2 separate regions of the Danio rerio genome follow, and region 2 is linked to region 1. A link is a contact called in public Micro-C data. All regions are on one chromosome and are shown on one strand. The core of a region is the stretch at or near the end of the contact, and the rest is flanking DNA. Distances in the headings are between cores, read along the strand shown.

The links. Hi-C and Micro-C count contacts between places; a contact is called where the count stands out from the background.
Region 2: a Micro-C map of caudal fin shows a contact between it and region 1, with 6 times the contacts expected there. The contact joins the promoter of klhdc8b here to the enhancer-like site in region 1. A contact is called at or near these places in 7 of 18 Hi-C or Micro-C datasets (caudal fin, embryo, hematopoietic stem cells and 2 more) and 1 of 4 datasets of contacts at active chromatin or transcription factors (caudal fin).

What each region holds. Positions count from the first base shown.
Region 1 is chr23:22,137,640-22,144,813 of GRCz12tu, forward strand. No RefSeq gene overlaps it. Among named protein-coding and RNA genes, the nearest start is that of guca1b, 7.0 kb to the left of the region's middle. Within about 2 kb of position 2,637, at least 5 of the 62 cell types and tissues checked have an H3K27ac peak or open chromatin away from gene starts, as enhancers often do.
Region 2 is chr23:22,360,599-22,367,772 of GRCz12tu, forward strand. klhdc8b (kelch domain containing 8B) reads right to left here and starts at 4,574. Exons shown (of 6, transcript XM_073938798.1): 1 at 4,457-4,574.

The sequences.
Region 1 (7,174 bases), core at 1,387-3,886:
CTAAAAATGAACAATACTTGAACAGCATTTATTAATCATAGCATTTTTAAAATCTTGTTAACATTAGTTAATGCACCAAAAGTTAAACTATAAATGACTTTATTTTCATTAATCAATGTTAACAAATGATGAAAAAAAAACTATAATAATTTGTCACCTTAGAATTATAAGGTTCTATCTGAAATTTTGTCAAAATAGACTTATTGACATGCTCTTATTAAATGACTTTGTGTGTGTGCGCTCTCTTCTCCTGCCTGCTCTTTCTGTTCTCCTTAAGAAGAGTGTCTCTCCAGCCCAATCACTAGAATAAACAGATGTTATTTATTATTTCTGATTGGCCTGCTGATTAGCCGCCAGGCTCTGAGCATGCTCTCCCCCCTCATTGGGTTTTCGATCATTCTATACCTCTCCACACACACATAATGTTTGCTATATGGAATTTAAAAACTTTGAAGCTCAATATCTCAAAATGATCAGATAGAACCTTATAATTCCAAGGTGACGAATTGTATTTTCCCCTATTTATTTCATGTTAGTAGATACAGCCACTATTATTATCTCATAAACCCTATTGTGAAGTGTAACATTATTTTAGTCTTGCTATACACTCAGAAATAAAGGTATGCATGCTGTTACTGAGGAGGTACCTTTTCAAAATGTACACATTTATACGTAAAGGGTCCATATTGGTACCTCAAAAGTATATATTCATTCACTCATTCATTTTCTTTTCAGCTTAGTCCCTTTATTAATCTGAGGTTGCCACAGGGGAATGAACCGCTAATTTATCCAACATATGTTTTACGCAGTGGATGCCCTTCCAGCTGCAACCCGTCACTGGAAAACACCCATACACACTCATTCACACACATACCCAACAAACAATTTAGCTAAACCAATTTACCAACAGCGCATGTCTTTGGACTTGTAGGGGAAACCGGAGCAGCCGGAGGAAACCAACGCAAACATGGGGAGAACATGCAAACTCCACACAGAAATGCCAACTGACCCAACCGAGGCTTGAACCAGCGATCTTGATGTGAGATGAGAGTGCTGTGCTACCCACTGCACCACTGTGCTGCCCAACGTATATATTAGCTAAATATTTAACCTAAAAATTTTAAGAGGAACACTTTTGTACTTTTAAGGTAGTATGTACCCTTGAGGTATTAATACTGTATGTTCATTTTAGGTACAAATTTGTACCTTTTGAAAAGGTATCACCCCAGTGACAGCATGCATACCTTCATTTCTAAGAATGTACTATTATATTCAAGTCACTCTCTGCAATAACTTAATTAACGTAATTATTTGTGAAATTTACTAAATTGTTTAAAAATTGTTATTCCATTTTTTTTTAAAATTAGTTTGTTAGTTGGTAACACAGCCACAAAAGGCTGTCCGTTTTGTCAGTCCATGATATTTAAAGACCTTTTCCAAAGTGCTGACTGCATATTTCATGAGGATAAGCTTCTCTGGCCTAGAGCGATCCAGGCCACTCATTGCACAATAATTAATAATCTTATTGGATTAATACAGGATGCAATAACAAATATGGAAAACAAGAATACAACACAAATTACACACACATTTGTGATGTAAAATAGTCTAAAAGCTATGTTTCCTCATATTTGTAGCCTATTCAGTTTTTGTGCATTGCACCAGATAACAAATCTTTGTAATTACAAATCATTTACATCTTAAAACAATTTAGTACTTTCAGAGTCGTAACAGCTCCAAATGAGGCAGTAATCAAGAAAGACTGATTGAGAAATGAGCGCTGCAGTGTTGTTCACTTTAAATAAGCTTATTACGATTACAAGTCATAAGTGGATTTTAATATCTACTGTTTTAATAAACTGCTGAACTGTGTTGATTTTTATCTGCAACATTTAAAAATGATTTATCTCTGTTTTAATCTGGTACACTAAATCGGTTAGCCGGAATAGTTGGCGGTTTATTCTGCTGTGGTTACCCCTGTTAATCAGGGACTAAGTTGACAGAAAATGAATGAATAATAATAATAATAATGATAACGGGACGTCACAGTGGCACAATGGGTAGCACGATTGCGTCACAGCAAGAAGGTCACTGGTTCAAGCCCTTCTTGGGTAAGTTGCCATTTCTGTGTGGAGTTTGCATGTTCTCAGTGTTTGCGTGAGTTTCCTTTGGATGCTCTGGTCTCCCCCACAGTCCAAAGACATGCACTATAGGTGAATTGAATAAACTTGGTCGTAGTGTATGTTTGTGAATGAGAGTGTATGGGTGTTTCCCAGTGATTGGTTGCAGCTGGAAGGGCATCCGCAGCATAAAACATATGCTGGATAAGTTGGCAGTTCATTCCACTCTAGCGACCCCAGATTAATAAAGGCACTAAGCCGAAAAGAAATGAATAAGAATGAATAAGACGAAATACTAGCAGATGCCCCTGGGTGTCAGTGTTACAAAGGCTACCGTTTTGTACTGTAATTGGTTGATCATTTTCTTTTCAGCCTATATCTAAAATACCAAACGGTGACTGATTTACACACAAAATATCATTTATAATCGTTTGGATTAAAGAGTGTACAGTCAGAAGGACTTGTGAGTATCTAACACAGGTTAATGCGATTACCAAGCTAAGAGTACCTCAGAATGATACAGTTCTCCGCATTAGTCAGCAAACTGACCGCGGGTGTCAACGTTATGCAATCAAAACGACTCCATGAGGACAGCTATTCATTGGCCCTGAATTAAGATTAACGTCTGATCCAGTTGCCAGGGCAGAGAATAAACATCTCCTCTGTCTTTCATCTTACCTCCACAAGCCCCTCTCCCAAAACACACAGCAGGGAACCCGGAGTAATATTCTTCGCAGTACATCTCGTCCCTTTAATCAGAATGAGTAATAATGAAGCACATATACACACTGCGGGGAAATTAAAGAGCAGAAATCAGGATAAGTACAGACCGCTGCTGTTTAATTAGAGTATCAGCAGTTACCTGCATGCGCTCGGATTCAAGGGCTTATTATTAAAGTATTTTACAGTTTACTGTTAATTATTTTTTGATGCAAATTAATGAATTATTTGGCTACGTCCTTCATCTAATTAGGTGCACAGCTGGTTAGAAGTAAAACGGCTTTATGTTAGGTAACTGAGGAGGATATTAGAGAAAAAAACAAAATCATGGTGTCATTTTAGACGATTGGCAGACCAGAAAGTCGTAAATCAGCCTCTAACAGGCAGGAGAGAAACAAGAGATCTTTAATCCCTGTCTTGCCAAGAGTTTGTGACATTTGAAGATTTTCTGCTTCTGTACTTCATCCAAAATAAATGGAGGTGACATTTTTGGAGATTTATTCATTCATCTTTGTTCAGTTAAAAAAACAACCACAACTTATCCCTCAGATCAATTTATTTCAATTGTTTAGTGTCACTTGGAGACTATCTATCTATCTATCTATCTATCTATCTATCTATCTATCTATCTATCTATCTATCTATCTATCTATCTATCTATCTATCTATCTATCTATCTATCTATCTATCTATCTATCTATCTATCTATCTATCTATCTATCTATCTATCTATCTATCTATCAAAAGATGGTGATAAATAAAACAAATTCCCGGCCTCTATTTATTATTTTGATTAAGCTAGAAATACTTCTCTGTTTTTGTTCAATGCACTTCTGCACAAATCCTCACATTGTAACAAGTGCAGTAGACACAATGTAGACAAGATGTACTGCCGGCAGCTTCAATAATTATAATGACCTTTGCAAGATAGTCATGAAATCATTCATGAAACTATTGAATTTAGAACCCTTTTTTTTAGGAGATTTAAAAAGATTTTAAAAGTGTTTGTATGTAATGTCTTAAGTAATGAAATGAGGGCTATTAGTTTTAAATGGAATGACTATTCAGCATTCACAAGTTTAGTTTATTTTGACTGACATGACATAAGCAAATGGTAATGTTATAAAACAGCAGAGAGTTGTATGAAAGCAGCTGATGCATGTTCAAAAGCATTTTCTATTTGTTGAAAGGAATGAGAAACTGCTACTAGATGTGCACAAATGACTAATTGTTTTGAGAAATGCATTAACTGTTGTGCAAATGTAAATAGTGTTGAGAGAAATGCTCCAAAGTGACTAAGAAAAACTGTGAATAACTGCAGCAAAGTATTAGAGGTAAACGTAAAGGGGTTATTCCATTTGTACTGTTTCTCAATGTGCGTTCTTCAGCGGTCTTGCGTTCTCGTGCAACGTCATCATCAGCTGCCCAAGTTCAGTTCCAATAGATCAATTACCAACCTACGTCACACGGGTCCCCGGTTGTAAAAAAAGGACGGGCTGCAATGGGAAAAATGTTGTTTTGTGCAGTAGGATGCCAAATTCGAGTCCAAAAATAGAAAACTTAACTTTTACCATACACCACACACTGCTTTAATACTGACTGCAGACGTCTTTGGCTAAATGGGAGCTGAATGACGTTTGGAGCAAATTAGAAATGCTGGACTCTGCAGTTCTCATGTCATATCAGGTAAGTTCACGCTTTGCTGAATCATACACATCACTCATTTTGATTGCAGAAATGATTTCAGCAAAAACAGTTACATATGGTGAATTAAATTGCGGACACTGAATGCTAAGTATGAAACGTGAAAGTTAGCTACGTTTATTAAGGTAAAGTTGGTTTTATATTCACAAATTCATTCAGTTACAACTTGTGACACACTCCCTATATTGTTTACCACTGCACTTTTAATATTTGGTCTGAAATAACCTGCAAGTGTGACAGTTTATTTGACTGTGAACATGTTGTACTTCGATAGTCATTGGCTGCTAATAAGATTTCGCTATTTAGAGTTTGCAAATAATACTTTAATGAAATTATATTGTTAAGGAGAAAGTCCGAATGTGCGAATATAAAACCGACTTTACCTCGTTCACGTATCCTGCCGTACAGGTGCAGTTCGCTGTCAGAATGCAGTCGTTTACTTGTTGGTGATTAATTACCCAGGTCTTGTATAACATTAACTCCGTCTTCTTTCCTTGTCTTTGGCTAAGCAGAATATCGGTTTTTAGCTCTACATAGTGTTGAATCTGGTCATCATGGAGCATTATTTCTTGCACATGACCACACAGAACATTTTTGTTGGGATCCAAAGACTTGTAGACCTTTAACTTCTCTCTTGTAAAATCACTTGGAGCTTCAATGAGATTGTATATTTGGAGCTGGATGCTTAGTCATTTCGTCTTATCCAATATCCATTGGGTGGGTGCTATCGCCAATGGACCTGTCAGATGAACGCCGCTCACTTTAACGTTAATTTTGCCGAATCACTGTGCTTATCACTGGGCGATGAGCTGTTATATGCTGAAAGCATTGTGTAAATAATATATATAATGTGTAATCAATATATCTTATTTCTAAGACAACAACAAACTCTGCACCGCATCTGATGTCATTCCCTCGCTGTAAATGCTAGCGCTCCCGTTTTTTTCTGCCACCTCCCTGCGCGCGCATCCTAAATGTTTACAAACATGGTAATTGGTCTATACTCAGGACCGCAAGTAGGACGCGTGAAACTTCCCGGATGTGATCTTGATATCTAGGACGCACTGATGCAGACTTGAGCACCGAACTCGCCCTGGAAGTCCCAGAAGTCATTGCGACTGGAGGTGGGAAGCGCAGCATTTTATTTAGATTTATTATTAAAGTTCAGAGATATAAATTATTTACCTCAGGAGTTTCCCTAAATGAAACAGTGAAAATAAACATTAACATGAATATCTTAATAAAGGAATAAACACATTAAGGGTTGTTTGTTTGCTGAAATTCGTATTAAAATTTGTTTTATTTATATTGTGCAGGGTATATTTATAATGTTTTAATGCAAAGTATATATTTTGAAAAGGGGGGAAACAATAAATCGTTGTATGAGTGCTGTAATGTTTAAATAATTTCCATTTAAAACGCGTGAAGGTCACGTGACCATCAGGAAGAACGCAGCATCCCATTTCTCAAAGGACACATTCTCTGCCCTCGCGGTCTCCTGAGTTCGTTCTTCTGAAGTTCCGAGGACACTTGGCAAGACCGGTCTCCACAAGAACGCAAGTCCGTTCTCTGCGTTCTTGGAATTGAGAAACAGCCACAAGTAAGACTATCAGATTACATCTGATATTTTTCCTATCCTCTTTGATTCCTTTTAAATACTTTCGGTATAGGGTCCCTTTGGCAAGGACCAACAGATTTAATTTTTTATTCATTCCTTGTACGATTGATTGGCTGAATTTTAATGAGAAGAGGTAGGTGCTATTAATATTGTTTAATGTTTGTCTTAAGTGTGTGGTATGATATACGTGTTGTAAATCTATTACACTGCAAATAATAATAAATCTGTTAGTATGCAGAACAAATCGTCCCAAAAGGGAACAATAAAGTTTACACTAACAGTAAATTGGTGAGACTTGAGCTCCAGGTGGGCTGTACAATGTCCTGGGGCTTTTGATTGCTTTATTTAATGTGTTGTGGATGACACAGAGCCCAACCTATTGTGTTTTATTACATCTTCACATACCCCAACCCTAAACCTACCCATTACAGAAATGAAAAGACTCCAACAGTAATTCTTATTGTGCAGTGTCACAAAAATCATCCTATATTGATGTGCAGATGCTCAGTAGCGCAGCTGTAAACTGTCTAGACTAGATATAACCCAACCTACCCATGGCAGAATCACCTCCCACTTTAAGGAAACCCAACCCACTTGGATTAAAAGTCCCTCCCACTACGCGATGCAGTGATATAGACTTGTGCTTTCTGGGTTATTCAGCATTTGAATAAATAAATTGTAATGATTGACAAACCGATTAATCTTCATTTGTCATTGTGTAATGTTTACTAACACTTCTATTACAGTTCAATAAGAGAGACTGAGTGCGGGGGGAAATTAATAAGCATATTCATAAATGTATAATGAACACAGCATTGGGAAAAACCATTCAATATCTTGTTTTTTTTTTATCAGATATGAGGTTAAGAGATAAAATGAATAACTATCATTGATAAAAAAAGCCAATCACATCTCTAGCTATGTTTCTGAATGTGTTTAGTAATTACCAACATTACATACAATTTCAAGGAAGACACTGAAGCACACAGGATGACATAGAAATGTTCAAAGA
Region 2 (7,174 bases), core at 3,324-5,823, 220 kb after region 1:
AAATACAAAGACACAGTGGCCCTTTCTTCTCTCTGCATGCACATGAAAGTCGCCGTTGCCAAATAACCAACCTTTCACCAAACAGTCTGTTTGTGCATAGGTGTGTTGGTGTGCGAGTGGGTGGTGTGAAATTCAAAGCATATTAATGTGAGCATGTTCTCTGGAGAGCTATTAACAAGTCTATAATTAATGTTGTAAACTCTGTAGGGTTTAGGGGCTGTGAAGGGGACCCAGGGGCCGATGGCTAAGTGAGTGTACTCAAAGGCCATCCATCTCCAGCGACCGGATACTTTCTCTGTGGTGGAAGAGCACTTCACAGGAAGCTCCAGGCCTTTATTAGCCGTCTTCACCGTTCCCTCTGGTTATGTGTGAGACTAGATTTAACTATTCATAAGTCAATACAGGGAAGGTGAGTATAATTGGAAATCCACACACGATCATCTTTTTACATTTGCATATTGATTCAAATAAGGTGCTTTTGGCCTAATAGTCGGCTATAATTGTGTATGTATGATTGTAGTGTCATCTCTGATGTTTGACAGCACAGCGAGCGTCTGAAATAGCTGTGATTCTGAAGTACGAAAGCCCCTTCAGCCAACTGACTTAATGAAAATTAAATGAGTGGATTAGGCGGTTAATTGCCCGGCACTTGGACATGGATTGACATCTACGTAACAATGAACTGATGGTACTTTAAGGATTGGTGGCGTTTAATTTAAATTCAGTCGCGTTTTCCCCTCATTCTTTTCTTTAAATGATCACGGCACAGACTGCAGTCTCTAGATATGACTTTCTGCTTTCCGTGAATTATCCCTCAAGCTTCTCTTTTCATGGCATCTGGGTTAAAGGGTTTACCAGTTCTCCGTTTTCTGGGGACTTTATGTTATTTAGCAAAATTGGTGTCAGGTCACATTGAACAGGGGGTGAAGAGGCACGTCCCTTAAATCCAGAAACTACACAGAGCCATAAAAGACGGCGTTTATTGGGAGCACACACATCCCATTACATTTCTCATTAATTACCAGATGACAAAGCAGCCTCTTGCATATCAGCCTGTGGTGTAAATGGAAAAAAGCGCACGTTAATTTTTCTAATGATTATGCAAATGATCGCCAAGCAGACGAAGGTTATCACGTCCGCACGCAAGGCAGTAATTACCGCCTCCAGGGATAAGCACGAGACAGAATCATTAAGCAGAAGAGTTCAGAGTAATGCAGCAAAGCATTTAAAACACCACCTTAACAATCAAACAGAACGTAAGTGGTCAGTCTAAAATGCTTGACGATTATGGCTGTGTAGTTTGGTTAAAACAAAAGAAAATAATACTTTTGCTCATTGTTTGCTTTATGAGATGATAACCGGTTTAAAGATTTACTGCGGTTTGGAAAAGTCAAGGTTTTAAAACCGCAACATTTACTGTTCCTAAGGAATATGTTAGGGTTTTTTTAATGTGTTTTTAAGAAATATGTGCTTTTTTAAACTAATTAATTATTTAAATTCTTTCACCTGACATGATTACTGTTCCAAAATATTAAAAATATTTCCTAAAATAAACATATATTGTGTTAAATGGGGATGAAAGTTGTTGTTTTTTACCCAGACATTTAAAAAGAGCTTATTTTAGAGCAGTAATCACAACACCGTGATACTGTGAGGCCGCAATATTTTTATCCAACGTTACAATACTGTCAAAAACTTATATCTGCCCATGCCTATACCTTGCTTATCATTAAAACTGTAATTTTTAAGGCCGAATTTGAAGATACAACACTAAGAATAGTGTGATTTATTTCACAACAGAACTTAATCAGAGTTACAAAATAATGCTGAGCATTGGGCTGAGGCTCATTATGAGTAAATAGATGTGATAGTGTTTTTATAATGAAGAGCTTAATTTTGTAAATGAGTAAAAACAGAGCCATAAATTTGTCCACTGCTCACACAAATTAAGATCTGCAAGATGACTTGTTGTCATTGCCAGTACTGAATTATAGATAGCATTGCTACAATCACAATAAAACAGCAGGACTTCTTTGGCATTCAGTACTTATGGTCAGATCCTGTGATGTCCTATTTTTAGTCCCTGTTGCATTCATATTTTAGTAAATCCACACCAGCAGAGTATGTTTGGAAGTGGACCGAGACTCTTTCAGTGCATGGTCTTGGTCTGCCTGTTTGATGTGCACCAAGATTTGAATGGCAGCGTTCACACTTATGAATCAAATCAAAACATGCTTCTAATCTGAAATGTTTTTCCTCTATTACTACGACTTGCTTGGTTTGGGTCTTGTGGAGCTGCGCATCGATGGATTTTCTTTTTTTAAACCACACTGAATTGAACTAAACTGAATTTAAACTCTGAAAACTGGACTGACAATATTTTAATTTACTACACTTTCTATTTTAAGCTGCTTTGACACAATCAACATTGTAAAAGCGCTATAGAAATAAAGATGAGTTGCCATGAATTTGTACTGGAGTCCAGCAAGTAAGAGCAAGTCACTCCACAAATCTCAATAGAAGCACTGCAGACAGTGGGGGCTGCAGACTTTAGTGTCCTTATTAATGCACATTACACACATTCTAAATTCACATTTCCCCAGACAAATAAATCACAAATTTAAGATTCCATTACATTACATTTCCCCCTCATTTATCATTTCACTTAAAGAGAAAGCTTTCCCAAAACTAAAAAATTATTATGTCATTTCCTTACGCTCATTTTGTTCCAAACATGTATGATTTGTAAAACAAAGTGACCACTAGGCATGGGACGATAAACGTTTCAAGGTATATCTTAGTTTAGAAAAGTCAAAGTTTTATAACCATCAAAATTTTCTGCAATATTGTTCCTAAGGTATGTTTACGATTTTTTATCTACTTTTTTGTTGCTTTTTTCGAGCAGCAAAGATCTCCAAAGATGCTGTTTTAAATTGTAAAAACAAATCTAAATAAATGAAGGCAGCAGAAGTCAATTATTAATTTTCATTATTTAGCCTGGCATGTTACTCTTTTAAAATATTTGAAATGTTTCTCAAAATAAAACATATTGTGTTCAAAAGGGAATTTTTTTGCTTTTACACAAACATTTAGAAAGAATATATTTCTGAGCAGTAATCACAATATGGTGAAACTGTGATATTTTTATCCAAGGTACTGTAATCATACCGTCAGAATCTTATACAGGCCCATATACCTTGTGACCACTGAAGCCCACTTTATTTTACAAAATTAATTATTTCATGTTCCACAGAAGAAACAAATTGGTTCCAGTGTTCTGCCGATTCGCCCTATCTTGTCAGATTGTCCTACCTCCCATTCAAAAAGTAGGTAGCACATTTTGACGATGCAATATGCTACTCATCAGTTTTAGCTACCAGTGTAAGTTTTAATGTGCAGTAGTGTGATATGAAACTGTAATATCGCCACCCTAACCTACCTAATTCCTAACCCCAACCTCAGAACCATTCAAATACAGTGCTGGTATTAAAATCTAATGGGTGGTATAAAATGTCAGGACACCTGTTTGCAATCGACCTGTTTGTAATAGAGGCAGGTTATATATGATCGAAGTAAATAATTACATATTTTTCAATATTATTTATGTCAATATTATTCAAAGTATCTGCTTAAAAATGAAACATTAATCTCAAAACAACAAAAACAACATGCTCAAGGCTGTGGACGACCAGACAAGTTACACAAAATATAAGCTTAAACAGATTAAGAGCACAACTGCTAGTTTTACCCTGAGCTTGTAAAGTGCTTCTGCTGAAGCATTAATCTCACATTGATAATGAAAGAGAACAGCCATGCAACAGGTGATTAAATTAAGCGAGATCACTGCAGTACTGTGTTCTGTGACTATAAGCACTTGTTGTTATTGGATTTGTTTAATCAAGCGAATAATAAAGTTGGCTGCCTCACACTAAACAACAATTCTCCATAATAAGAATTGGCCGGTCTCTTAGCGAAAACCCTGAGAGCCTTTGAAGCACTTGAGCATGTTATCAGCTGAGGGTTGTGCAGAGCTGATCTAATGCGGAACAGCCTCTCCAAAAGCCGTGAACACTGAAGACACGCTGCATGGAGCGCAAGACCACCTTCCAACCAGTCGTAAACTTGAATGTGTATATACAGCCAGTACATACAAGCATACATCAACGAAAATATTCAGATTAAAATATAGATACAAAAACATAGTTAAAAGCTTAAAATACCAGTCAAATATTATGGCGTGTTTTCCAAACGACGTGAAAATATGCAATAAAAAATATATAATGTTAATTAATGCCATTTAATCCTTATTTGCTAGTATTGAAACAAAGATAGTGATACAGTGGCTGTTCTCCAACACATGCACAAACTGCAGTCTGTCACCAAACCATGCGCTTCGAGTCTGTGCAAAATAGCACGATAAAACTTTCCATAATAAGCTTCTCGTGCTAATTATTACCTTATTTTGTCGTCCAGCACCTGCGAATCTCCCAAAGTCTTGAAAGTTCAGTCAGAAGATGAGCTCGACGCGCTCCTCAGTCGCGTTATTGTGCCAGCGGTTAGTTTAGGTTTCGGACAGATGCTCCTCTCCTCGCGCGAGTATCTCCATTGGCTCAGCAGCATCACTCATTTCGCCCTCCCCTGAACGCTCACACGCGCTGTCTGCATGCTGGAGGTTTTGTTTTTTTTTCTCCCTAAAACCCTGTTACTTTGACTAGAACTACAAAGTGAACAATTGAAAAATCAAAGCACAGATTTAGGGCGTATGGAGTTCATGGGATGAAGTCTTTGCAGTGTCTTAGACTTGCATGCTACTAAAACATATTTATTGACGTCTTATTTGTTGATCTGTTAAACAATACGAATTTAATCGTGCTTTAATTGCGCGCTACTCTTATTGTCGCAATGTCAGTGGAAATCGCTTGTTCTCACATAAAAAAAAAACATTAAAATGCGTGAAATGAAATGCAGAAATGAAGTTGCGATCTTCCCTGAATCCTCCAGTGCCTCTCCTGCTCCGACTATTAGAAGAAATGACACGGGTTATGGGAAACGGTGAGTGACAAAACCTCACTAATGAAGTGCATCGACGCAAGCTGGCATTTTGAAACACTACTGCCCCCTTTTGGTATTAAGTAATATTGTCGCATTTCAGCAACAGTAGGGAAGGGGTGCCCAAACTTTTTCTCATAGGACCAAAAAACAAATATCATCGAGAGACATATGTCATTTCCTAATTTATTTAATAAAATTTTTAAATAAATAGAAAACATGACTTGGTGGAACATGACAGTATGTAATGCAGTATAACTGTTTAAATGATAATTTATTGCAATTAAATACAAAAACAATCACATTTATAACACAGTGGAGTTCAATGCTGAATACACAAGCAGAATCTGCCTTTAGTGACAGTATCTACATTTTAAAAATCTGATTAAATGGCAACATTTGAATTAAAACATTTAACTTCACTTAGCTTTTTTGTAGCTTTACAATACAACGAACAAATAAAAGATTAATTTAAATTTGAAATGTCAATCTCTAAACCATCCCCATCATTCTCCACCTCTTCTCAGATGGGATGGCGAGCCCAATCAAAGGTTACCATGGGCCAACTTTGGCCCGCGGGCCCTTGGGCATCTCTGATCTAGGGTGTTATGTAAAACAAATTTGTGTAAAAAAAATTTTTTTACACAATTTTTTTAATTAGCTAAAAAAAAGCATAACCTTTATAACATATATGCAAATAATGTTTTATCATTGACATTTTGATTTTAAAGGTTAGCTGACTAGCATGGTGCCACCGTTTTTATTCTAATTTTCAAACACATTGTTATTTTTCAATTTGTTGTAATAAAGAAAATCAGGATGATTCCATCAAATATATGTTTATTTTCTCTTCTGACGTAAAAACATATTATGGATAAAAATACATAAAGTATATTTACATTTACACACATTTACGTATAGATTTAAAAAAGAATAGCCTACGTTTCCACCTATAGTTCAGATCTGAACAATTAACACATGATCACTTTCTGCAAATAAATGATTTAAATGAAAATAATCTTATTTCAAATTTTAAAGATTATGAGACAGTTACTGAAATGACTTAAATAGGTATAAAATTATGCTAACAAATAATAACAAATGTATATTAAAGCTTAATCTAAATTTCCCAAAAAAGAAATAAATTACCAGACCATTTTTAAACAAATAATCAGCCATATAAATATAACATGTGAAGCATGACTTAATTAAGAGCAAAGCAGATAAATCAGTCATGGGTCCGTATCCTTGGAAATGGAGCGATAATCTAAACCTTCCCATTATTTTCGAGCCATTAGGCAAGAACACAGTACTCTTAGCTGTGCCGTGGCCTAAAAGCAAGTTGTACTACACTTTAAATGTGGGCTAATTATGCAACAGCACCTCATTTAGCCTGTAATGAGAAATCTCTGACTACCACAAAGAAATTTAATGAGCAAAACACACATTGGGGCAATGAGCTAAAATGGAAACATTTGTGAAACAGCCAAAGCAACATATATAAACAGAAAAAAACAGGTTGCATATCATTCATATACCTTGAAAAAGCACTAATATTTTTAATTCTGAATTCACAAGCTTTCTAAGACAAAAAGCTAAATGATCACACTGAATAGTTTGTTGCCCTGCTAATTGTTTGCTCAAGCAATAACAAATCTGATTGTTATAATATTTTGAATGCAAGGAATAGACTTGCAGTCACACACAAAACAGCTGAGTCCCTTAAATTAACAAAGACAGATTTACTTGAACAAGCGTACCTAGACTGTACAGTGTAACTAATTATGACTCTCCTTGCTGCATACTCGGTGAACCCGATCAATTGATCTCAATTGTGCATTCTCCTGAGGAGGAAATACTGCCCCTCGTCTCAAATCGATCACCACTGCAGATTCCCAGTGTGAGTCCACTGCTGGAGACAGGAGGTCAGCAGGAGGAAATGAATGTTTGAGTCAATCTCCTCAACCACTGCACTGACAGGCCAACACACACATACAGTATTATCAATATTTAGACATTACAGCAGCACTTAACACCCGTAAACCTAATGCCCCAAATTTAGTGGTTTTGAAAAATATTTTGCAGCAAATTTTCAGAGACTCACAGATATCACTACAAACTCCAA